Linked DNA regions of Mus musculus: all the other regions are linked to region 2. A link is a contact called in public ChIA-PET and Hi-C data. All regions are on one chromosome and are shown on one strand. The core of a region is the stretch at or near the end of the contact, and the rest is flanking DNA. Distances in the headings are between cores, read along the strand shown.

What was found. Hi-C and Micro-C count contacts between places; a contact is called where the count stands out from the background. ChIA-PET counts read pairs in DNA pulled down with a chosen protein or histone mark.
Region 1: a contact with region 2 is called in a Hi-C map of the HPC-7 cell line, with 4 times the contacts expected there. The contact joins two enhancer-like sites. A contact is called at or near these places in 2 of 484 Hi-C or Micro-C datasets (the HPC-7 cell line and muscle stem cells), 4 of 115 datasets of contacts at active chromatin or transcription factors (embryonic stem cells, extraembryonic endoderm stem cells, heart atrium and 1 more) and 1 of 9 other capture datasets (embryonic stem cells).
Region 3: a Hi-C map of embryonic stem cells shows a contact between it and region 2, with 6 times the contacts expected there. The contact joins two enhancer-like sites. A contact is called at or near these places in 1 of 15 datasets of contacts at CTCF or cohesin (stem cell-derived epiblast-like cells), 37 of 484 Hi-C or Micro-C datasets (the AtT-20 cell line, B cells, the C2C12 cell line and 19 more), 3 of 115 datasets of contacts at active chromatin or transcription factors (astrocytes and embryonic stem cells) and 1 of 9 other capture datasets (embryonic stem cells).
Region 4: a contact with region 2 is called in an RNA polymerase II ChIA-PET map of memory CD8 T cells, with 6 read pairs. The contact joins two enhancer-like sites. A contact is called at or near these places in 1 of 15 datasets of contacts at CTCF or cohesin (large pre-B cells), 1 of 484 Hi-C or Micro-C datasets (CD4 T cells), 3 of 115 datasets of contacts at active chromatin or transcription factors (T-cell acute lymphoblastic leukemia, embryonic stem cells and memory CD8 T cells) and 1 of 9 other capture datasets (embryonic stem cells).

The regions. Positions count from the first base shown.
Region 1 is chr13:114,678,220-114,684,257 of GRCm38.p6, forward strand. 4930544M13Rik (RIKEN cDNA 4930544M13 gene) reads left to right here. Exons shown (of 7, transcript NR_045976.1): 4 at 4,758-4,871. Among named protein-coding and RNA genes, the nearest start is that of 4930544M13Rik, 74 kb to the left of the region's middle. Within about 2 kb of position 1,977, at least 66 of the 459 cell types and tissues checked have an H3K27ac peak or open chromatin away from gene starts, as enhancers often do. A contact at or near this core is called in the HPC-7 cell line and extraembryonic endoderm stem cells, where this site is marked.
Region 2 is chr13:113,866,481-113,873,247 of GRCm38.p6, forward strand. The region is part of intron 1 of Arl15 (ADP-ribosylation factor-like 15); the gene reads left to right. Among named protein-coding and RNA genes, the nearest start is that of Arl15, 75 kb to the left of the region's middle. Within about 2 kb of position 4,146, at least 125 of the 459 cell types and tissues checked have an H3K27ac peak or open chromatin away from gene starts, as enhancers often do. A contact at or near this core is called in the HPC-7 cell line, extraembryonic endoderm stem cells and memory CD8 T cells, where this site is marked.
Region 3 is chr13:113,335,685-113,342,270 of GRCm38.p6, forward strand. All of the region lies in intron 5 of Cspg4b (chondroitin sulfate proteoglycan 4B), which reads left to right. Among named protein-coding and RNA genes, the nearest start is that of Gm41070, 25 kb to the right of the region's middle. Within about 2 kb of position 1,372, at least 21 of the 459 cell types and tissues checked have an H3K27ac peak or open chromatin away from gene starts, as enhancers often do.
Region 4 is chr13:114,842,431-114,848,499 of GRCm38.p6, forward strand. Itga2 (integrin alpha 2) reads right to left here. Exons shown (of 30, transcript NM_008396.3): 25 at 5,514-5,624; 26 at 3,403-3,507; 27 at 985-1,098. Among named protein-coding and RNA genes, the nearest start is that of Mocs2, 27 kb to the left of the region's middle. Within about 2 kb of position 3,536, at least 51 of the 459 cell types and tissues checked have an H3K27ac peak or open chromatin away from gene starts, as enhancers often do. A contact at or near this core is called in memory CD8 T cells, where this site is marked.

The DNA.
Region 1 (6,038 bases), core at 727-3,226, 810 kb after region 2:
GAATGTATGCAAGTGCCGGTGAATGGCTTCAAAGCTATCCTGGGTTTTCAACCCCATTTTTTACATACAGAATTCAAGCTGCAGATGTTACATATAGTCCTGCTAAATATATGTTACATATACATATATTACATATAATATATTTAGTTTGCATCAGTAGTTACATTGAATTTGCTCTGATATTTATTCTTTTATAACTCCTACACTACGAAATTGTTCAAATATCTGAATTATGTACATGCATTCTTGAATCCTTCGTGGTGTTCTGTCCATCAGCCACATAGGCATCCAGTAAATAAATACATGCTAAACTAGTACAAGTATCTCATCCAAATACTCGCTTTGACTAGATCGAGTGGAGAAATCCATATTTCTGTACACTTCAAAGCTTTTCCCTTTTATTCCCCTCCATCCACCTGGAACACTGTGCACACAGTGTTATTACTTTGCTGACATCCAGTCTCATCCTACCTCCTAATTCCCCCCAAATGATGAGTATAGATGGATATGCTTCTTGGGTGATGAAGTTAATTTAAGGCAATGCTCTGCAAAGCCCTGCCCCCACCCTCCATACACACACACACACACACACACACACACACACACACACATCTCCTAAGGCTCATATTCTTATTTCCAGGGATTTGTATCAGCAGCTTCCATAAGGCAGCCTTCCAGGAAGCAAACTCCCTTATACATCATTCTGATGGTTACTGTATACTTGCTCCATCTACTCAAACTCTGCACGTTATAACAGAAACTTTACTCATTTTGTGGTTAGTACACACTGCTCCTATAATTGTGTGCTTTAGTAGAATTCTGATGAAAATGATCACGAGTCATCTTTGAAAGTTACTACCACCCCAGAATGTGGTTTTTCGTGCTTTTAACAATGGAGATTTGAGTCTCCTTGCTCTCAAATTGTCAAACAGAAGTCTAAACTTGCTCTGTTACTAGAGCAGGGTTTTAATAAATGGAATTAAGGTGTGCCAGCCACGTCCTGCTGCCAGTCCCATGGACTCACTTCCAGCTGATTGCTGTGTTGACAGATTGCCCAGAGGGAAGCCCTTCTCTAGAAGTTTCCCTCTTTCAAAGAACGGACACCCAAAGTGGGTCCAGCGCTGTGCTTTCTCACTTGGATGTGTAGCCATCTGGCGAATGTGTCCGTAGAGCCAAAGGCCTGGCCCTTTGCTGCATTTAAGACAACTCTAATTGATCTTCTTGAGTTCAGGGTTCCATGAAAGGTACCTGCTGCTATGGTTTCTTGTTTTAATCCTTTTGGCTCTTTCGGGTTCCCTTCACCCATTTGGCAAGTACTGTTCCCCAAAACTCTGTCCTTGATTTTTTTCACATACCTCTTATCTGGCTGCATTTTCCTATTCTATGGTGTATTTATCACGGCACTCAGGAAATAAGAATTATGTATATGATATGTATGACTTATATAACACTATTTATAGGAGAATAAGTAGTTAAAATAAAGTGAGATGAGGGAAAAAATCTTCATCTAAAAATGATTTTGCTAGGTATTTCATATACTCCTAAATGGTAAAAACACTAATATTATTGTTTCCTACCTCTGTATTAACTGATTTCGACTGTTTTCCTATTTTTCTTGAGAAAAACCTACCTCAGTCAAATGTAGTCATGAAAAAGCAGATTTTATCAAACTCTGCCATTACCACATCAAAATGACTCATCATTCAAAGCCCTGCTCTTTACTTCCTTTTACCCAATCTCCGTTTTGTGGAATTTGTGGAAATTCCACAGCAGTGGAATTAATATTATTATTTTTTTAATTCCCAATTTGGCCATTAAGTTGTACTTCCTCAACAGGTAATCTCTTATTCAGGCGCAGTGCCAGATGCAAGGGATAAAAACACAAACAAGAAGGCTCTGTTCTCAAGCTATTGACATCCACTTTGTGTTCATTGGGGCTGGGCAGAAGCAGAAATCAGATGGGGAGGTGAAGTCACAGAGGGTGACCAGCTCAGCTGTAGTGTAGGAGGCTGGGCCAGTACCCAGGGGCTGTAGGAGCACACAACAGCGGCAAACGCCCCAGGTGAATTAGTTCCTGTAAATGATGCTAGAGAAGAGAACAGTAATTATGGGAAGCACAAGCAGTTACAGTCTGTGGAGATTAGCTGAAAAGACAAGCCCCGGGGACGTGAATAAGACTATCTTGGATTTTCAAGTCTCACTCTGTTCCCTCAGATAACTACAGACACACGAGAGACAGACAGCTACAGCTAGAACGTGCCAAACCCTGCTCTGGTGAAAGCCTCAGACTGCAGAGTCAGGAGCTGATAGGCTGTGGTTGTCTCGGTCTTTTGGGGTGGTTTGTTATACAGTAACAGCTAAGGCAAACACCTGGGTTAATTATTCACCCAAGCGCGAGTCCCGTTACCAACCAAGTTTCCATTCGGCTAGAAAACCTGTCTCACAGGATGTGTTCTTACACAGTTCATGCTGCCCAAGGTGTGGGGACAAGAGGCTCTTGCTATTCTCCAGCATTTCTTTCCCCACAGTATCCAAGTATTAGCAAATATTCACTGGCCTGCAATGCTCGGGGACAGGGAGAGTTATTGAGAAGAAAGCCCAGTCCCAAATGGAATCTTTTCCTTTTGGTTTTATTTGAATATAGTTTGTTTCTTTGCAACCAGAATTGCCACAGCCAAATAGAACTCCCTTTAACTGATTAAAGTACTGTATTACTGTCAACAAAGAGGATTTGGGTGTGTGTGTGCAATAATCACTGCCACCACTATCACAACAAAACTCCTTCCACACTGCAGTTTGGTTTGCACGAGTGAACAGCCTCGAGAAACATCTCTAGCTCCATCTGGGTTTGAGAGTAACAAAGGGTATGAAAGTGAGAGCCCAGGGAGGAAGGAGACCTCTCAGATGCACCATTGTTTGCCTTAGGGTGGGAACAAATGGGCTCTGCATTCAAGAGACTACTTCCTCCATGTGAAAGTGATGGTTTTAAAGAACATCAGGTACTGGCGAGAGTGGGTAGATCGCCTTTTACTTCCTATCCTCAGGATATGAGTTGTCCTCAACATAATTTGTATTAATGAAGGGTAAGTTTCTCTCTAGGGGAGTGTCTTTGCTTTGACGAGGTGGCTCCCTAGAGTCTTGTTACACAACAGATTACAGAATCTGCACTTGCTCTGGAAATGTGCAGCAGTTTGTGCTGAGCTGACCCTCCCTAAGCCTGGAGTATTTGACAAACAGAATGAGATATAAAAGGCAAAACAGAGTTCAGCTATTTGTTTCTTTATTAACTAAATGTAACCTAAGTAGACTCCAAATGATGACTCAAAAGCAATGAACCACTTTTGCTTAGCAAAGATTTGATGAAATCGTTGATCATATGATAAGGCTTAACCATTACATCACTGAAAGAAACCGGAGACAAATTTGATAGAGTAGGGTGGTCTTGTCCCCTCCAAAGCCCTAGTATAAAACAACTTTCTTATTTAATTCTATTTATACGCTGAAGTAGTTACATCTCTCTTGGAATAAAACTTTCAATGTGCTCTGAACTTCACTCAGGGAGACTTGGCTTACAGGTCTTTCCCAGAGTCTTTGATAACCTTGGCCATTTCCCTTCCAACACCCATCTACTAACAAATCTTTAATCAACGTCTACATTTGCCGTCGTTCTTCCTACAGCTTGGTGGCCATAAGTGATACCATCGGAGAAGTGATGCTGCTGACCACATACAGAACTCAGTGCAACAAGCTGTGTCTTTGTAGCTTTGATCAGTCCTTGCTGCAGGCCATCCTCATCCTTCACATGCATAAGTCACATCGCCCACTACCTCCTTTCCCTTTATCAGATGACTGCTTCAGACAGAACCCAGCAGGAAAACAGAACCCACAGTTGGCATTTGTCAAAGGATATGGCGTGTAGGAAACTGACTACAGGAAAAAGTTAAAAAAACAAAAAACAAAGCCACCAGACAGAACAGGGAACTTGGAGATAACGCAGCAAAAGTGACTGTAAGAAATGTGTACTCTCTATTAATGCTAGGGAAAGGGAAAGTAAAAAAGAAAAAAAAGACAGTTGGGGGTATTGATGAAGCTTGGTGACAGGGGATCTGCAGAGCTCAGGACCCCTGAGGAGAGATTGTGGCATGGGTACTGTCATATTTTTAAAAGGTCCAATGAGGCTGAAGGAAATTACCCAAGAAGCTGATGAAGAAGTCTGTGGACAGCTGTTTATAGATCTGTAGAGCCATCATGGTAAGAACATGGTATAAACAGTGCTATTCAGAAAGGCAGTAGCACAATGACTGGGGCAATACATTCTTTTATGTGTTAGCCTGCTCTCTTGAAAACAATGAATGTTGAAACAAAGCCTTTTGTCCTTTGACCTAAGCAAGTAGTAGATAGGAGTAAGTTATAGGAGGAAAGTGTCACATGCTGCTCAGCAGCTCAGCTTTTAAAGGGTCACTGTACTGTGCCTGGATATTGTGCTTGAGCAGAGAAAACTGCCCTTCCCCATGTTACTCTACTATGACCATCTCAGAGACAATGTCTGAAATCTAAAAGATCCAAATCTTAGATCAATTAAAGCAACTGTTGACATTCTTAAGATTGTCTGAGGTCTCATTTGCAAGCCTATTGAATGTCAGTTCACCCTTCTGTCTTCCTACCATCTTTTCTCTGGTCCTTCCAGTTGTATCTTACAAGAGAAGTCTCCTACAGTCCCCAATGACTTTCACGCAACCCTCCATTTCTGTTTCCAGAAAATGAGTGCAAGCTAGTGGAAAGGAGCTAATCCTGGGAAGCAGTTTCTGGAATGGAATTTTGTGGCTCAGTCACTCACAGATGCTTTGGCTCTGAGGACACCATTACCGGTGGTAGGTGGAATGATGGTACTCCTTGGCATGCAAAGGAAAACTGATCATGAGAACTTTTACCAGAAATGAACCAACGGAGCATATAGGTGGAAGGGGACACGTCACGTACTAGAACACCTTAGGCATTTCAAGGGTATGAAAGAAATGGTAAGGGTAGGAGCTATGAAATTGGTTGGCTCTTTTGAGCACTCTTAAATTATTAAAGATATAATGGTAGGTGTAGAGATATTGTTCACTAAGTCAAGAGGAATGATAAATGCTAGACTGTCCCCTGTGAGCATTCCAGGAAACCTTTAAATGTCCTGGAGCCAGAGGACAAAACCAAAGAAGAGGCCAAGTTAATCATTCAAGTAGGAAGGGCTTGACAGAAAGTAGAATTACTTTCAGCAGATGTTTTGTATCAAGCAAAGGGAACGAATGGAGACAGCAGGTGACTCTCAGATTTGGGATGGTAAAATCCAAGTGCATACATTTTAGAACCAAGTCCCCAGAAACCTAAAGTTTTATAGAATTGCTCTGTCACTCCCATTAGAAACTGGAGATGTCTTCTTTTATGACCATGCAAAGGTCTGAAATGAGGGAGAGACTTGCAAGGGTTGGGCCTAGATCAAATTGCCTGTTGGGCAACTGGTGTCTGACAACAGGAGCCACATATTTCCAGCCAGACTGGAAGATGCTGGTCTGATAAAGTAAAAGTGTTATTATGCTAAAGAAACTGAAACAAATGTGACAGACACTTTGAAAGAGTATAGTTAGAGTAAGTACTAAGGATGAGGGAGGGATCATGGAAAGTAGAGAACGCAGTTATCTAAGAGAGTACTCAACACTGGCAAGAATTCCTGTAGCCAATGCTTTGTATCCACTCCCTTTCTGCTTACTCACATTCTCTCTAAACCATCTTGCCCTAAAATGTTTATCTTCGTTACTACGGGGCACCGACCAAGAAAGGAGGCCATGAGGGACACTAAGGCGACTCTAATCAATGGACTTACCTTATAAATATTGGGGAAAGCTCTTCATATGGTAACTAAAGATGCACAACTTAAAACAATAGGCTGATTCCTCCTGTCAAGTGAACAAGGATGTAAAAGATTGAGAAAAAGATCCATGAGAATGGTGCGAATTTGGTACTTCATAAATGATTGCTAAGATATCAAAAGGCTATGA
Region 2 (6,767 bases), core at 2,896-5,395:
ATTAAAATTGCATATAACTTTCAAATGGTAAAAAAAAAATCTGCCACTCCTTTTTCTGTTAATATATAATTTCTCCTCTCAAACAATAAATGTATGCTTCCATAAATCTTGGTCTGTTTGTGTTCTAAAAACATAACTGAACCCATTACTCAATAGCGTCTAACTATTTTTCAGTCTATTTTAAGTGCTTTCCCATGTTATTATGTTTTAAAGTGTTATGTATAAAGCCGAATTTTTTTTATCCTATGTCGTTTAGAGAAACTTGTATAGAATTAAATTCTTTTGACATTAGCCTACAAAGTCAACCAAAGGGGTACCTGAGGCATTGACGCTAACCTTCCAAGGTCTTTGCGGATCTCGTGAAGAGCATTGTCTTTTCATAGGTGTGGATTGAGAGCAATTTTAATACGTGGGAGTTGGGTTAATAATCACCTGAATTGTGTCTATTAGTATTAATTGGTGTTTCTAAGCACTTAGAGCATATTTGCTCAGTTAAGAAAACATAATTTAGTGGATTATTTGGGATAGCTGTTGTGTCCTGGTTCCGGATATTCTTGGTTAACCTGACTTGCTACTCTTGGTAGTCAACTTGACTACATCTGGAATTAACTAAAACCCAGCGGGATGGGAACAACTGCTCATTTTTTTCCTTTCTCCCTTTTTGCTTTTTTCAAGATAGGGTTTCTTTGTGTAGCCCTGGCTGTCCCGGAACTCAGAGATTCGCCTGCCTCTGCCTCCCAAATGCTGGGACTAAAGGTGTGTGCTGCCACCACCCAGCTAAGAGCTTCTTTTTTTTTTTTTTTTTTTTTAAAGTGGGAAGACCCACTTTTAATCTGGATCTTTTGAGTTGGGGAGCTCTCCCTTTAGTCTGCATTCTACCTTCTGGTGGCAGCCCATAGAACAGACATGGATGAAGGAAGCTCTTGTTCTCTGCCTGCTTGCCCTCACTCTCACTAGCCAGTCCATCCTTTCACTGGCATGAGAGCAGAGCCCACTTCTTTGGGATTCTGGTATATACTGAAGACCAGCTGAGGAAGCCAGCATTGTGGACTGAACAAGTTCTACATTCTTAGGACTTGTATTGGTAGACAGCCATTGTTGGATCACAGCCTGGAATGAGTTCCTGTGTGTTTGTGTGTGTGTGTGTGTGTCTGTGTATGTATGTATATATATTCCTATGAATTCCATTTCTCTAGAGAACCCAGAACCCTGACTAATATAATAGTCAGCTTGTAAGAATTTAAGAAGGCAGGGCTTGTTTTGAGACCCAATGTTCCTTTTGGCATTTAATTATTAGTAACTGTGAGTAAGACTCTCACATTTTCTTAGTTCTTTAGTCATACTACCAAATAAAAGTCACTTCTGCCCCTGTATTCAGGTTATATTTGCGCTTTCCTTTGTAAGGTGCTAACTGCTAGCAATCAAAGATACTTCTTGTGTTCTCTGAGTTTGTTAAGGTCCACTAGAGGGCACCCCTCACTTCTTTGGGGTGTGGGGGATATAAAACAAGTTTAAGTGTATAATTTTATTTTGCTTTTTGGGAGCTAGCCCTGTTAACTCTCAGAGTAAATCCATCTCATTTCTTAAACTGGGACCTGAGGAGGCTGTCGTTGATGGCTTTTAGATCTGTAGCCTTGATGGTGAATGTTGTGATGTGGGGTGGAGATGGCTATGGAAACCTGGTGGCTAAGACCAGCTGACTTTCACAGTTTTAAGGAGCCCTTTGTACCAGAAACTATTGTATACCTATTTTGTGTGTGTGTGCGTAATGGTGATAAAACAGACAGACCTTGGTTACCTGAAGGGAGCCAGAGAAGTATGTGACTCCAAATAATTCGCAGGGAGAATGCAGTGGGGGAGGTAGGAGTCTTTTGAGGGTCTTTTCTGTCTGTGGGGAGGGAGGGTGAACTAGAGAAGGCATAGCACTAAGGAGAGAGACTACATTTTCACACAGCTACTTGGTGGAGCCTTTCTTGGACTTCTTGTTTGTTTGTTGTTTGTTTGTTTGTTTGTTTGTTTTTCAAGACAGGGTCTCACTGTGTTTCCATTTGCTGGCCTAGAACTCTTGGGTATCTGTGCATCTCTGCCTCCAAAGTGCCAGGATGGAAGGCATGTGCTACCATGCCCTGGCTGGCCAATTCCTTTGTAAACTGAATCTGTCTGTCTTGATTCGAAGCTCACTCTTTGTGGACCTTGCTCAGGTAAATGCCTGCCCTGGAGCTTCCAAGCCACTCTTTGCCACCATAACAATGATTGTACAAAAGCACCAGGAAGGCCTAAGGCGTGGTGGGGCTCAGTTCCCGAGAGTTTGGTCTGTGTTGGCCTTGGATGGGATCTGACTGTGTTCCAGGAGGTGGCAGGGACATATAGCCTTAGCCAAATCCTCTGAGCCCTCGTTGCATATAAGAAGCACCCCAGTTCTTTGTTTTTGTTTTTTTGTTTTTGTTTTTTTGGTTTTTTTGAGACAGGGTTTCTCTGTGTAGCCCTGGCTGTCCTGGAACTCACTTTGTAGACCAGGCTGGCCTCGAACTCAGAAATCCGCCTGCCTCTGCTTCCCATGTGCTGGGATCAAAGGCGTGCACCACCACGCCTGGCAGCAGCCCAGTTCTTGTTAGTAGCACAGCTTAGGCCCACCCTAAAGGGCACAGTTAGACAAAGAGGATAGAACAACAAATCAGATTAGTGAGATGTAAACAAATCCCCTTGGCTGCAGTAGATAAATAAGAAAGGCCTGGGAAAGTATACTTACCAATGTGTGAGTTTTTCTTTTAGAAATTGTACTTTGTTACACCAACTCTTCCTAGTTCTCCAATCAAGTAAATTCTGTTTTCTGGTTGTCTAAGATTCTGCTGTGCGGGCCATCAGGATTTCCTGGCTTATCGCCTTACCCCGGGGTAGCCACCAGGGGGCGGGTGCAGTCAGCCAAATACTGTGCAATTCCCCTCAGAGGATGTGTGCTGGAACTGGTAGTGAAGAAAATACAAGTTATCAGGGGAGGAAAAACAAAACCTTGCACTCTTAGTATGACTTCAGCTTATTAGCCACCCCCACAGGCTTTTGCTATACGCTGAGTCTGGTTTTTCTAGGCAGGCCACACTTGAGCGACTGAGTTCCAGAGTCTGTCACCTCATGGCTCACGTCTCCAGACACTTGGAGAAGGCTTAGTGGAGGAATGAGTGCTGACATCTGAGGTATGACCACTGACAGCCGAGGTGGCAGAAGTGGCCTTTATGCTATAAGACTGTCAAAGATGTCCCTCCAGACGGGAGAGGGTGTGACCCCTCACAGACCCTTCCACGTGCTTTTCCCAAGTGGAAACAAATTCACCTGAGGGATGGCGAGTCACAGGCTTCCGATTCATTTCGGATTCCCAGACATCCGCTGGGCAGCACCTCTCCTCTGGCCAGCCGCCTTTCCCCCAGGCTCCACAACCTCCCGAGTCTCCTTTGATCATCTCTGGGCTCTGACTGTCTCCATTTTGCTTGTCCAGCTCGTGAGTTCATTTTTAACTTGCTTGCTACATTGAACTCTCGTCACTAAAATGGATGTGGTTTCTGCCTTTCTGACAAGTTTTTCAGGTTATCGTTTTAACTCAGCCTCGTTGTCTTCTCTTCTGGGAACATTATCTGTTTCTTAATGCCTCTCTTAGTGGGCCTTTGACTTTCCTTCAGTCCTTTTGTTGGAACCATAGCTTGAGTTTTCAGGAGACAACAGAAAGCCTATCTTGGTTAGGGCACTAATCAGGTGGTAAAGTTCCTGGACATGGCCAGGGACTCCCACTTAATTTCTAATAATAATAATAATAATAATAATAATAATAATAATAATTCAAATCTAGGTTTGGAAAATGTGTGTTTTTACGGAAAGCAGGCTAACTACCCAGGCTTGCCCTGTTGGGAGCATGCAGAGGAGAGAGAAGCCAGGATGTTTCCACGGGTCACAGAGAAAAAAAAGTGGATTCCAAAGGGAAACAGGAAGAGATACAAACGTGGAAAAATTAAAACGAAACAGATGGTTGCTGGAAGCTTCTAAGAGGAAGTGTTTGTGGTGTATTTTCTTGTTTATCGGCATACTACAGAGTTCACACCCGGAAAGTGTACAGGAAGTGTTGAGGCTGCGTGGCTTTAGGATGTGCGCAGCCGTCACGGGGTCACGTGCTTTGTCCTGTCGGGTGCCCTAACGCGGCTGCCCCACTGCATCTTTGGCTGTTCGGGAGAGATGAGCTGTGTTGCTTGACCTGCCTGAGACATTCCTACTTACAAGACTAGTTTGTAGAACTTAGTGATTCTGTTACGGTTTTTAGTTCACCTCTAACCTGAGATGTAGCAATGCCCGTCTTAGAACCTTTCAGATAGATGGTTCTTTCGCAGTGACTACCAGCCAGTCTTCCAGCCTGGAAGACTTTCCTTCGTCATTTAGTGAAGGAGCCTCACAGTAGTGCCAGCCTCTCAGAGGGCCAGAGGATGAAGAGAAGACAGTGCAGAGCCTCCTCGAGGCAGGGAGGGTAGTTGGCTTAGCCATGCTCCCTTGCTTCTCGTGGGAGACACCCTGTCACTCGCACAGGCGTGGAGGGACCCTCTTGCCGACAGTCTCTTTCTTTCCCTGATGGACTGGAGAGAGGATGAGCCCGGACCGCTCAGCCTCCACACCCACAGAACCAATGTTCTTTCTGTCGTTTGGAAAGTTGAACATCCCTAATCCCCCAGCCTGGAATCAGCGAAAGAGGAGACATTTAAATCCCATTTAATTGCCTGCCCGTGCCTTTCCCACTGGCTCCTGGGCCCTGAAGAAAAACGGCCACGCCAGGATTCTGAGCAGAGTTACTGTGATTCCTTCCAGGCCTGGCTAACTAACTGATCACATGCAGTACGCGTTCGTACCTAAGGACTAATTAATGCCTGATGACGTCTGTTGCTCCAACCTTGCTCTTTTTGTTTCATTATTTTTTCTTTCCTCCAAAAAGATGGATATATTAAAAAAAAAAATCTCAAGAAGTAGGATGTATCTGCTGATTAAAAGTTTAAATGACAAAAGCTTGTTATAAGTGAAAAAAAAAAATGAGAGTCCGCTCCCGCCCCCACCCCAGTCCCGCCACTCCCACTCTCAAGGGGCAGTGACAGCGGTCACTTTCACACTGACGGTGTCCAAATTTTCAATTTCAGTCCCCAGGTCCCGCTTGAGTTCCACAATCCAATCTCTAACTTGCTGAGCCTAGATGCTGATTTATAACAATTTCTATTTTCCATCTCGCTGTTTGTTGTATTTACGTATTTGAGCCACGTGAAATCCTTTGGAATCTTGGCAGATGGACCCAATCCATAAGTCCAGCCATCAACTGATTAAGTTTTAGTCTGCCTGTCCGTCTTCTGCCTGTCTGTCTTGTTGGCTCCTCGAAGTAAATCCCTGCTTTTTCTCCCTCCCCCTCCCCCCCAACCCTTTTTCCTCTTGAGATCCACCTTCCTCTCTGGTCTGAACTCTCTTCCTCACAGGGCAGCGCTGTCTAATGAGAGAGCTGTCCCTCTAGGCTGCAGACGATCGGTCGGTCACCTCTGTGCATTCTCACACTTCGGCTGCTGGAGGTCAGCCAGCCCCTCCTCGGACTTGGCCGGTTACTCCGGCCTCTCGTCCCAACAGCACTCTGCTGAGACTTAACTTCCTAAACCCGAGGCTCCTCAAGTCCCTTCCCCGCATGGCCACAAACACATTTTATCCTAATGCAGTTGAAGCCCTCACCACATCTGGCTTTGACTTCTTGGTTTTCCTGCGGCTTGGTTTTCCGTGTGCTCAGTGCGCCCCCTGTCCTGGGCAGTCAAGGCTCTGCTCTCTGTTGAGGTATTTATTCCTCTGGCCTTCTCGTTGCAAAGAGAGGCCTGGCTTGCGTTCTATATTCTCCTGGTCCTGGTGCGTTCTCAGTGTAGGGTGTGGCCATTTTGCCTGTGTCAGGATTATAGTTTGAACCCCCGCTTCCATTCATTAGAGGTGGTTTTGTTCTTGTTTTCTTTCGAAAGACCGTAGGACTTTTAAATGCCATTTAATGCTCTGTAGTAAGTCCTCGGGTAGACCCTTCTTAGATTTTTCTTGAAGCTTTGCTTTGAGAATCTTAATCGTGAGTCTGCAGATCAGGCTACTAGCGAGCACAACCATGTGGTTGCTGGGAATTGAACTTAGGATCTCTAGGAAGAGCAGTCGGTGCTCTTAACCTCTGAACCGTCTCCCCAGCCTGGGACTTATTTTTAACATTTCAGTGATAATACATCTCTGCACCCACAGCTACCCACTGCAGTGAGTCTCTGACCAGGTTGGGGAACAGCACAAATCTACAGGTGTAAATAGAATGATCTAGAGGACAGTTGGATAACATGAACATTTGGATGTGTAAAGAAGCGCTACTGTTTTGGAAACTAATTAGAAATACAGGTATTTTTTTCTTTTTTTAATGAAGTTTCAATAGAAGTAGCCCACATTTAGTGCTCCTCCCAGAAGACATGGGCTATCAAGTGAAACTCTCAGCGGCAGGCACAGGTTGTTAAGGTCCCAGAGATAACCAGAACCAGTCAGGCTTTTTCCATTGCTCTTGGCTGCCCACCCCTCAGTAGATGGTAAGACTCTGTTGCTGAAAACATCATCCTCTTTGGTGGCACGACACTGAGAAATCAATCTGGAATTGACCAGGAAACTCATTGCTGGGTAGCTTTCATAGTTCTAGAAGGCTCCATACGGGCATCTGGTCTTACCCAGTGCTGGGCCAGGCACGCTGCAAAACTGAC
Region 3 (6,586 bases), core at 122-2,621, 530 kb before region 2:
CAAGCAGCAGCCAGGAATTAGCCTTCGTCTCTTAGAAAGTCTGCTCTAGGCAGTTCACAGGATCCAAGATATGCTATTAGTTTCTGCCCCCAGTTATCTTTGTTTTCAAGCTATTTCTCCCTTTCCCACCAGAGTGGCTGGCAATGATGGCAAATTAGCATGGAACAGCTAAGCGCATTGACCACACTGCAGGGAGTGTCATGAATCAACTCCCAATAATATTAAAGGATTATCAGGTCTGTCCATTTTTCTGGATGTGAATGTGGACAGCATATGCACTTAGTTAAAGCCACGGCTAACTGAGCACACTGTCTAGTAGCAGATGTGTGGGTAGTTCCTCTCAAATGTAGGGATCATTTCTGACAGCAGCATTTCTTCTCTTTATTTCAGAGCAATTGGTTGATGAAGATAATGACCACTTTCTGGTCACACGGTAGCTAATACTGCTGAAATGTTTATTCTGTGCCTGGTATTGGGCTCAGCCTGTGACACAAGCCTTCAACAACTCTGTAGGGTATCGTTTTTATTTGAAAAAAGGGGAAAACTATAGCACAGGAGACTCTTGGCTAAGATTGCAAGAGAGACAGACTGGCTGACAGACAGACAGAGCCTCGGGGATATAGCAGAGTTAAGGTGTGAACTTGTGATCACAATGAAGCACTACTGCTTTCTCCTGCACAGTTACAGTATAGGAACCCAAGAACCTGGAGGAAGTATGAGCTTCCCACAGAGTTAAGGGTAGGGGTGAAGTAAAGGGCTGGGGTGTGGCTTGGAGGTAAGCTACTTCTATAATGAGCATGGTCTGGGCTGGAGAGACTAGTGGTGGGATGTGTGATATGGGCAGTAGATATGACTAGCCCAAATAACAACATTAAGCAGAGAGAGAATCTGGGACAGAGGCAAAATGTGACTTCCACAAGGCCTTCAGATTTATGGGTTTTTAAAATCACATTGATTTATTTGGGATATACGGTAAAGGGACCACACACACACACACACACACACACACACACACCATACACAAGTATTGATGTCAGAAGACAACTTGCAAAGAGTTGGTTTCCCCTTCGACTATGCAGGTCCCAGGGGCACACTCAGACCCTCAGGTTGGTAGCAGGTACCTTTTCCTGACCCAGATTTCATGTTCTCTCCAATCTGCATTTTATTAAAGCTTTCAGGTGACCTTATATGGCTTTCTTCCTCCCAGTCTTGCCAGGGCCTGTAGATAGCAAGGGTGTCCACCCCAGTCTGCTTTGGAGAAGAGCGTGGGAGAGGTGGGAATTGATCCTGGTGGCATGGTGGACTCTGGTTGGGGATTCAGAGCAGAGTCTAAGCATTGCCTTCTCTGGTGTAGGGTTTCAAGTGAGGCCTTTCTCCTGCAGGAACAAGACACATCCTTAAACTGCAGGGCTGGCGGGCGGGCCCATCTCTAAGGGAATTGGGGGCCATGAATGGGGTCATTTATTTGTGCTCTGACAAAGCAGATTCAGAGTTATGCTATCCCTAGTGACTCCTTTGTATTCTGCTCTGAAATCCATCCTTCTTTTTTTGTTGTTGTCGTTCGATTTTTAAAATTACTTTATTAGATATTTTCTTCACTTACATTTCAAATCCATTCTTAAGAGTGCTTTTGAGTTTAAGTGGTGTTTTACACAGGCCACATAAAATTCTGGCCACGAGGGGGCTTCATTTTCCCATTTTTCAAAAAAGACCTGTAATATAATACTATAATGCTTTGCCTTGTTTTTACTTTAAAGATAGGCTTGGCTTGGCTTTGTATGGTGCTGGGGATTGAACCCAGGACCCAGTGTGTGCAAATCAAGGACTGTCCCTTGGAGATACACCCCCCACACACACTTATTTGTTTTTGGCAATTATTTAGAATAACTAGAAGGAGCTTTGCAAACCAGGTGCAGTGGAAGCGTGGAGGCTGTAAAAGTCAGTGGCCTTCCAGAATGCCACACAGCAGGGCAGCTCATCAGAGTACTCTATACAACTCCCCTGAAACCTGATCCAAAGGCCAGAGTCTTTAAATGTTGATAGCACAACTATGATGACATTGGGTAGACACAGTTGGTAACTCAGGAGGTCAGCCTCTCTTCCTCTAACAAGCAGAGGTGAATTTTCGTGTACTACCCCCAGGGGCAAGTGCGGCTTGTCCTCAGGGCAAGTGTGGCTTGTCCTCAGGGCAAGTGTGGTTTGTCCTCAGACACTTGCTTATTGAACCTTACATAACTTTCAAATCTGGCTTCAAGGTTGAGCTCATTGCTGTCCCTCTCTCCACATATCTGAAGTTACTGTGACCCAATGCTGGGCTCTAAACTAGAGCTTCCCTTGAAGCAATGGGACTGCTAATTGAGCTAGTGACAGGTTCCCCATTTGTTTTAGAAGGTGGTATATTCCAGAGGTGACAGGGGAAAGCAGTGTTTGGCCTTAGAGGAACTACAGTGGAAAAATAACTCTTCTAAGCTCCTGATTGGGAAAAAATAATCAGGGTCTACAAGTTACAGGAAGGAAAATGACAGCACATTCTCAAGTTAATTTTCATTCCTGAAGAAATAAAAATAAGCTACAGGGAATGATTTAAAAATGTAAAGCCTGAAACTGGCAGTCATGGTACTGTTAAACAGGCCCACGTATATATTTTATAGAAACCGTGGCTTTTCCACAAGTTAAATTAAGCCTACGTCCTTGTAATCTGAGCACACTGTTAATTTTGTATTTCCAGTAGACACTGAAAAGCTATTGTCCTTAGACTGAGAGAGAAACAGTCAGAAATTAAGTTGTTAACAGGTAAATGCCCCCTCCCATGATGGGTAATGTGAAGTAAAGCAATATATGCAGTGTGTGATAGGAAATAGCCTTCATGATGTTAATGGAACTGGGCTGGCTTTAGTATAGTGTTAAAGTAGAGTAGTGTTAAAGAACAATACACTCAATGGCTTGAGAAGATGGCCTACTGATTAGGACACTTTCGGCTCTTGCAGGCTGCAGTTTGCCTTCCAGCATCCACATTGCAGAGTTCAAGACTACCTATAACTCTAGCTTCAGGGGATCAGATTCCCTCTGCTGGCTCCCCAGGGCACCTGCACACATATGTGTATGCATAGACATGCATACATACAAATAAAGTAAATCTAATATTTTTGGAAGTTACATTTGGGCTGAGTGTGTATCTTTGGTGATACACACACAGAAGAACCTAGCTTGCCACATAGTACCATAACACAACAGCCAGATATGGTCTTATCCTCAGAGCCAAATCTTGTGAAGAAAATGGGCTACCCAAAGCTAGTATTTACTAAAGACTTGCTGTATGTCAGGTGAGGTTGTGCTAAGTACAACATAGATAATATCCCCATTATTCCTTTTTACTGATGAAGAAATTAGAACCCAGAGAGATTAAGAGATGTGGACAAGGTTATATTGCTAGGAAATATGAACACAGTGACTTGAACCCTGGTTATCATTGGACAAAACCAAAATCCAATGTTTTTGCACAAAAATAATTTGAACTCAAGAATTTGAATTTTTAGCAGTGCTGTTTTTATTGGCATGAGTTATTCTTCAAGATAGTGAATTGCCTTAGTTGCGTTCGTATTGCTGTGAAGAGAAACCATGACCAAGGAATCTAACAAAAGAAAATGCTTAACTGCAAGTTTTTGAGTCCAAGGCTCCACCTCCTAATCCTTCCCAAATAGTTCCACCAACTAGGGATCAAGCATTCAAACAGATGAGTCTATGGGGCCATTTTTATTGAAACCACCACAGTAGCCTTATAGAGTTGAACACAGATTTGTATGTATAAGTTCTGGTGTGTGTGTGTGTGTGTGTATTTATGCATGTGTATATAAATTTTATGTATAATTTATGATCATAGCTGTCAGCATTCACCAAGTTAGAGGATTATTCACAAAAGAGGTTTTTTCTTGTAATCTGTATGGCACTTTGGATGTGATTATGATGATGATGATGATGATGATGATGATGATGATGATGATTGCTATCTGTGTGACACTTTGGATGTGATTGGAATGACTTTTATTGTCCGGATATCAGGTTTGGTATGAAAACTTAAAAAGCCCTATATACCTTCTGGACTCCCATTCAAACTCTCTTTCAGTGGCATGGGATGTGAGCTGTCACTGCAAAAGCGCCTCCTTTTCTGTGGAAAAGGAAAATTGTTCCTTTTGAGCATGCGACATAACAATTTAACGGTTTAGGAGAGAAGCTTTAGATTCTCTGCTAGGAAGCATAGAAGCAGATGCAGTGTTGGTCTGCCAGTAAAGATGGCACATAGACTCAGGAGTGTGCACATGATGTCTCTGTGTTCTGCAAGCAATAGCCATAGGTAAAGGTGTGAAAATTGAGCTAATGATAAAGCCACTTGTTTTGGTGCTGGTGAAACGCCATGTGTCTTAGTCACTGTGAAGAGACACAATGACCAAGGCCTCTCTTACAAAACCAAAGCATTAATCTGGAGGCTTGCTTATAGTTTCATTATTATCATGGGAGGGAGCATGGCAGCAGGCATGGTGCTGGAGAAGTAGTTGAGAGCTACATTCTGATCTCAGGGAGAGAGAGAGAGAGACAGAGACAGTGAGAGAGAGAGAGAGAGACAGAGAGAGACAGAGACAGAGACACAGAGAGATATAGAGAGAGACAGAGAGAGACAGAGAGAGAGACAGAGACAGACACAGAGAGAGATAGAGAATGGGCTGAACATGGCTTTTCAAACCTTAAAGCTCACCCCTAGCGACATACTTCATTCAACAAGGCCACACCTCCTAATCCTCCTAATTCTATCAAAGAGTTCGACTCCCTGGTGATTAAACATTCAAATATGGGGGGGGGGGGCATTTCCCACATCATGTGACTCCCTGATTTTAAAACTTCTGATATCTGATTCCATCCGGTGAGACTCATTTTAGAAGCAACAGTGAGCTCCTGCTCTCCGCTGTCCACTCCCCATGAGGCTGTCTCCCTTTCAATGGTGGGCAACGTTTCCTTGTCACTGGGAAAGTGTGTTGTCAGCCCCCTGCCTTTCCTTCCTCTGTAACTCTCATGTCTAAGCCCTCACCACCGTTAGCAGACACCCAGATCCAGCCCACTTCCCATCCTGCTGTGGCTTCCCCACTGTCATTCTTTGTAGATTTCTCATAGTCAGTCAACCACTGACTGGTTTCCTGCTTCTACAGACCATCATGACATAAAGGCCAGGCTGGCCACAAGTCAAGACTGTACTTGGATTTTCCCCCTGGCCTCCAGGACAAGGTGGCATTCAGACAGTGCAGATTTGTGGACCATCTCTTGTGTTTTGAGACATTTTCTTTCTTCTTTATCTTGCTTATTTTCTTTCTGCCATAATGACCTCTTCACCCCTCCTCCAACCCCGTCTACCCCCAGTGTCCCATGTTCTTTTTCTGTTCCTGGATATGCAGATATGTGCATGGCTTCTTTTTTGCCCTATGTGGCCTTCCTCTAACAAGCCTCCTGCTTTAATAGTCTACATCCCAGAACCCCCTACTGTGGTTCATTGTTTTTGTGGTATAGGGATTTTATAACTCACTACATTGTTCATTCCTATTAGGCCTGTTCCCTCCTCTCTTGTGTTCTTTTCTGCCCTCTGCCCACAAAGGCATGACTCCTTTTGTTTCATTCACTGCTACAGTGCAAGCATCCAAAACATTTGCTGGCACATGGTGGATGAGCAATATTTTTGGTTAAGTGTTGAGTACAGTTGGTAAAGTCCCCAGCATCCACAAAAAACCATCAGCCAGCCACAGTGATGCATTTGTAATCCCAGTTCTTCAGAGGTGAAGATGGGCAGATCCCTGGAGCTCTCTGGACAGTTAGCCCAGCCTAGTTCATGTCCCTCTGAGAGACTTTGTCTAAAAAATAAACGAAGTGCATCACCCTGAAGAAAGACACCTTAGGTTTTCCTCTGGCCTCCACAGGCATGTGCACACCCATGAACATGCAAACATATCTGCACACATACACACACACACCTGAACACACATGGAGTGCGGAAGAGACGGGGATAAGCAAGAGACTGAGTGAGCACAGGAGACACACAGAGAAATGTTCAGGCAGTGTAAATAGATTTTTAACAGGAAGAGGAGAAAGCAGCCATGTTTCTTAGCCATGGTTACAGATGTGAACCATCAGTACAGCAAACAGCACAAGAACAAAGAAAGCGGGCCCTCGTTTTCATGTAAGACAGGAAGAATAGAGGGAACGGCAAACGTGCAATGTGCATTCTTCTTCAACTGTTTAAAGCTGGTGACACAGCTACTGATAGCGGTGTGTAGAGATCCTCAGGCCAACCGGAGAAAGTAGCTGCTGCATTGTTTGGCATTCCATGTGGTGTATTTAGCATATGGATAGCACATAAGATGCTTTGTAGCCAGTGGCTGTATAGCTAGATATTTACATCAGTGCCTATACACTATTGAGTAGTTAATTTTGAGTAAACAATTAGTTAAAACTTTTAATCTAAATCACGGACACTGGCATGTACATGGTGCATAGACATACGTGCAGGCAAAACACCTATATGCGTAAAAAGTAACTCCATTCTTTA
Region 4 (6,069 bases), core at 2,286-4,785, 980 kb after region 2:
ATATCAGGGTCCTTTCAGCATAATCTTGCTAGTGTATGCAATGGTGTCAGCATTTGGAAGCTGATTATGGGATGGATCCCCGGACAAAAGGAACCCCAATGCCTGTCTCCCCAACTGCCCAGTTCTGTAATCTTTCCCTAAACTTTCTGTTTTCATATTATATCTTGCCTCAACCTGACTGCGTTTTGACTCCGGGGCCAGTTAGGAGGGCACTCTCTAATCAACACAGAGAATGGAGATTATTGATGACTGTGAAACGGTGAAAAATGGAAGGAACAGAGTATAAAAAGAAAGATCCACCGAGAGCCATACAGAGCCCGGGAGGGAGATTCAGACCAAGATATTTTGTCAACAATCAGAGCCGACATTGGAGGAAAGAGTCGCTAGTCATTCAGGCAGCCAGGATCACAGAGGCTGAGGCCTGCCCCTTCTTATGTTGTCCCTCTTTACATTGTTCCTGCCAGACCGAAACACTGGCTTCTCAATCCGCATTCAATTGTACTATGGTAGGCTCACACTTGCTGTCCAGAGACACCATGCTAATTTTTGGGGTACTTTCGTTTTCAATGAGATTGAAATAGCCTAAGAGCCGTAGACTTTCTGGATTTACTCATCAAATTAAAGCTAAACCAAGACAGTAGAGTACCTGCCTGTTTTCATAGAGGGAGACAGACCCTCCTGATGGATTTATCTTCTGCATGGTTTAAGATCAATAATACACTTAGCTAAGAACCCAAGGATAGAGACAGGGGCATGGCCATCTTGATTCAGCTGTAACTGCAAATAGAGAACTGTGGAGACATTGGGTGGGAGACCAAGAAGATGCTGTTTATGGCAAGGACAGCAAAGGCATCTTTGACACTATTCATGGAGATGCCGTGGCTGGAGTGGCATCTAAGAGACAGACCTCTGGATGAGCTCTCCAGATGATCCTGAGGCAAAGCCAGGAGAAGTATGTGAACTTACTATCTGGCTTGTACTTACAGCAGCAAAGGTCCTGTTCCAAACTCTGGTTGTCACATTGATGAAGTACTCTGCTTTCATGTGAAGGTCTTTCAGCCAGCAGGTGATGTTACTGCAGGAAGTGGTTCTGCAGTCCTTTCAGATTAGAGTCAACAGGAGAAGGGAGAGGGGAAGAGAGGAGGGGAGAGACCGGTGTTACTAATGCTAAAACTTTACAAAAAGATAAGATACAGCTCAGTGCTAGGAAGGACCCTGGATACAGGCACTGCTGGGCTCTGTTGCAGTGGTGTGCAAGCTTCCTAATGCTGCAATCCTTTAATACAGTTCTCCATGTTGTGCTGACTCCAGACCATAAATTTATTTTATAACTATAACTAATTTTGCCTCTATTTTGAATCAATGTAAATGTCTGTGCTTTCCAATGTTCTTAGGTAACCTCCATGAAAGGGTCATTCAACCCCAAAGGGGTCACAACCTGCAGGTGGGGAATCTCTGATGTATTACTACTTATAACTCTTCTTCAAGAGATTTTGGTATCATGTTTCAGAATGTAAAGTGAGTTGGCAGGTCCCCCACCCCCACCCCAGCTATTTCCTGTTCATACGGATACCTTTGGAGATAACAGAAATACGTGAAAAGAAGGGCTCACCTGTTCGTTCTACTATTTATGACCATACAGGCAAAACACAGTAACTAACTCATGTTATTGGCAGTGTGTTGCTAACATGTAAAGGCAAGCAAATTATTGAACAGAAAGAACAGGTAGTATACTTTAATTATTAAACTTAATATGCATTTCTTAGATTAAGATATGTTAGTAAACGAATCAGTAGTTATCAGGTGTTAGGGGAGAGAAGGAGATGTGACTACACAGAGCATAACAGATTTTTAGGGTCGTTAAGCTCCCCATGCGGTGCCATAATTAACAAAAACAGGTTGTTATACGTTTTCAAACCCCATAGTGTGAACACTGGAGCCCCAGTATAAAATGGTTTCAGGCAAGCACATGTTAGTGCAGCTCTGTCACTTGTCACACTTGTGACACATGTACTACTCTATCATGGATTTCAACGGTGGACGAATCCATGAATATGTGTCAACAGGAGGTATATAGGAAAGTCTTCTACATTCCACATGATTTCATGATGAATTGATTTACAAACTAAAGCTTCTTTAAAAGGAGTCCATGGGAGCCAGGAAGCTAGCACAGTGGGTAAGAGCATTTGCAAGCAGTAGGACCAGAGTTCAAGTCCTCAGCAGCCACATAAAAAGCCTCATATGGCTTGTGTGCCTGTAGTCCAGTGCTGGGGAGACAGTGCAGGGACAAGTGGATCCTGAGAGCTCTCTGGCAATCTAGCCTGGGCAAAATGGTGAGCATCCAGTGCAGCAAGAGACCTTGTCTCAGGATAACACAATGGAGAGCAATCGTGTAGTGCCCCAGCCTGTGCATCATTCACAGCCGAGCAAGTCCTTATACTTGTTGTGTACCATACAGCCACATATGGACACACAGACACACATGCATGCACATACATCTCTCTCTTCCTCTCTCTCTCTCTCCCTCCCTCTCTCTCCCTCTCTCTCTCCCTCCCTCTCTCTCCTTCCCTCTCTCTCTCTCTCTCTCTCTCTCTCTCTCTCTCTCTCCCTCCCTCTCTCCCTCCCTCCCTCTCTCTCTCTCTCTCTCTCTCTCACCACACATACACACACACACACACACACACACACACACACACACTCCACATGCAGGGATGGCAGAGAGCTTGCTTAGAGTTTATTGCTCACTTACCCCGTGACTGAGTCTGTACCAAGAACCATGCTAGGTGCTACACTAACTCTTCCCCCGAGGGCAGGCAGAGAGATGGGGATCAGGGTCAGTCATCATACAGAGCTCGGCTTTAAAGGTTAGCGGAGCAGGCGTTGGTTCTGCTGATCCTGCTTTGCTCACCATCCCCTGACCCTGTGCACCCTCCACCTTCTCTAGGCCCCCTTTCACCTCCATAGTAACCGCATGTGTCCTGTTGATGCTGCAGCAAACTGCCGGCCTAAGCTTGAAAACATATTTGCTGTATCCTACTTCACACTTGCCGTTAAAGCCAGAAGAATACTCTCTCTAGGGCAGTGGTTCTCAACCTTCCTAATACTGTGACCCTTTAATACAGTTTCTCATGTTGTGGTAACCCCCAACTCTAAAATTAGTTTTTGTTATTACCTCATAACTGTAACTTTCTTACTGTTATGAATCATAATGTAAATACCTGATGTTTCTGATGGTCTTAGGCGACCCCCATGAAAGGATCATTTGAGCCCAAATAGATTGCAACCCACAGGTTGAGAACCCCTGCCCTAGGGTATCAGCTGCTGGGGTAAAGTAAGAGTCACGATTCCAACAAACACCAGATCCCTAAAGGCAAGCTTGGTGTAACATCGCTCTCTCCTCACCAATTCTTTCGTATGCCGGAAGTTTTCATTCTTGAAAGATACAGAAGGGGCGGTGTGTGGTAGCTTGAGTGGATTTATTTCTGCTGTGCAGCTGATGTCGCCAGCCTACAGAGAAGAACACCACATCAGAATTGGAAAGCAAAGCGGTAGTTGTCAGTGTTTTCAGCCTGCCAGGAAATCCTGCTGACATGTGGGGTGCAGGGTGGGGCCCTTAGGCTCCTTTCTCAGAGGCCCAGTGGCCAAATCTTTTGTTCTTTCAGTAAAGGCTCAACTGTTGCAGTGAGCTGATGTGACCTGATAAGGCAGGCCAGCTTCTCACAACCTGTCATGATTTCAATGTGGTTTGTACTTCATAGTTCACCACATTAAAAGAGTAGTCCTACCCCATCCCCCCAGAGCCTAGCTAAATCACCATCAAAGAGACCAGAGAGTCTTCATCCATCAGTTGATGGAACAGATGCAGAGAACCATGGACAAACATTGAGGAACTCTGGGAGTCTTGCTGAGGAGGCAGAGGAAGGATTGGAGAAATCAGAGGTGTTAGGGACATCACAAGAATATGGTCCACAGAACCACCTGACAGGGACTCATGGCGGTTGCAGGAATCAGAGAGCCTGTAGGGGTCTGACCTAGGTTCTCTGCATATATGTTATAGCTGAGTAGATATGGGAATTCTAATAGTGAGAGCAGAGGCTGTCCTTGACTTTATTTCTGGGACTCTTCTCTGCCTACAGGATTGCCCTGTCCAGCCTTGATGTGATTGCATGTGCCTGGTCTTATTGTAGCTCATTATGCTATGTTTGGTTGATGTTGTTGAGCGGTCTGTTATTTTCTGAGGGGGGCGGAGCGAGATTTAGGGCATGGGTCTGAAGGAGAGGGGAGACAGGAGGGGGAGAGTGGGGGGAGGTAGGGAACAGAAACTACAATTGGGGTATAATATATGAGAGAGGAATAAAAAGAAAAACTGTGGTCCCTAAAGTGGCAGTGTGGAGAGAGGATGAGACCTTTAAGAGTTGCTGGGTGGCAGAGGCAGGCAGATTTCTGAGTTCAAGGCCAGCCTGGTCTACAGGAAAAAAAAAAAGAGTTGGGTCCCAGTAGAACATCTACCAGCTAATTAACTGGAAGGATGTCCTAAAAAGGGGGGTGGAGAATTCTCTCCAGTTTCCTACTTGGCAATGAACTTCCGTTTCCTCTTTCTTTCTTATACCAACTACCATGAGACACTCACCAGAGATGAAATAATGCTGGCAGCTATCTCTGAATCTCAGGAACTAGGGGTTAAATAAACCTCTTTATCTGTAAAGTTTGACTAACCTTGGGCATTTTATTGTAGCGATGCAAAATGAACTAATACTTTGCTCGTATGACATTAGATAAATTTGTAGTAAAGATAGATAGATAGATAGATAGATAGATAGATAGATAGATAGATAGATAGATAGATGGATGGATGGATGGATGGATGGATGGATGGATGGATTAATAGATGTAAACATCATGAATGATTTAGTATTCTTTTCTCTGGAACTATTTAGGACTTTAACTCCTTTAGGTTTACTATGCACATTACAGAAACAACACTACTGTAAGACCAGCTAGGTGCCTAACTTAAGGTGAGCCAATGTTAGGAGGTTTGGCTATGACACACACTATCTCTTGGTCCAGGCTGCTTGGTCTGGCCTTCTATTTAGATTCAGATTTCATTGCCTTGATGTTTCTCTTTAAAAAGTAATTGGGGTGGTTTAAATGGATAACTAGGCCTGAGTACTACTGGTCTTCAAGCATCTTCCTGGAAGACCAGCTATTAATTGCAGCTTTCTAGACCTACTGTGTGCCCATAGTAACCCAAACCTCTCACGTCTTGGTTTTCTCTCCTAGGAGGGTTCTGACCAACTTGAATCACCTCCTACCAAAAACAGAATAATTGCAACCACCTCTGACCACTTAAAGCAGGTTGTCGATTTTCTTAGGACATATGAAGTTTGATGTTAGTTTGTTGGCATCTGGGATGCATATATTGTCTCTCTTGTTTTTCAGCTTTCAGGTGCAGACACACTCATCCTTAAGCCTTGGGTCACTTCTATTTGTGTGGCCAGGTGTATTGTCCTTACCTGGTCTGTTTGTATCCCAGTCAGATACAGGAGTGGGTTCTTTTCCTTGGTGTACTGAGGAATGTGGATAGTCACCAATGCCATGCTCACTGGGGCACTTCCGGCTGTTACCTAAGCAGACAATAACATGAGATGCAAATGCTGTCAGAAAAACCATCCGTGATGCTCTCAGTGACGCTGTCCATGGCGAGGGGAATGGAGAATAGCAGTGCAGCTTGGGCAGGAACTGAACCTCACTAAAGATCACGTTTTCACCCGAAAATTAAAGACCATCAAAAAGTCAGTGGCCATGCACTCCCAAGCTGTCTGTTCCCACTGGTGGGAATTAAGTTGGTAGTGTGGAAGACACTTGATACAATGGCTCACACTTATGCTCTTAATACTGTTATTTATTTTGTTTAATTTTTTAAAATGTGAATTGATTAAAAATCGTATGAAGTATGCGGTTGCCTTCCTCACTTTCTGAAATACAAAATCTGGATAACCAATCAAGATTCTTTACTCATTTAAAGACATGAAGCTGAACTTCAGGGCTGAAGCTGTTTCTGGACTAGTG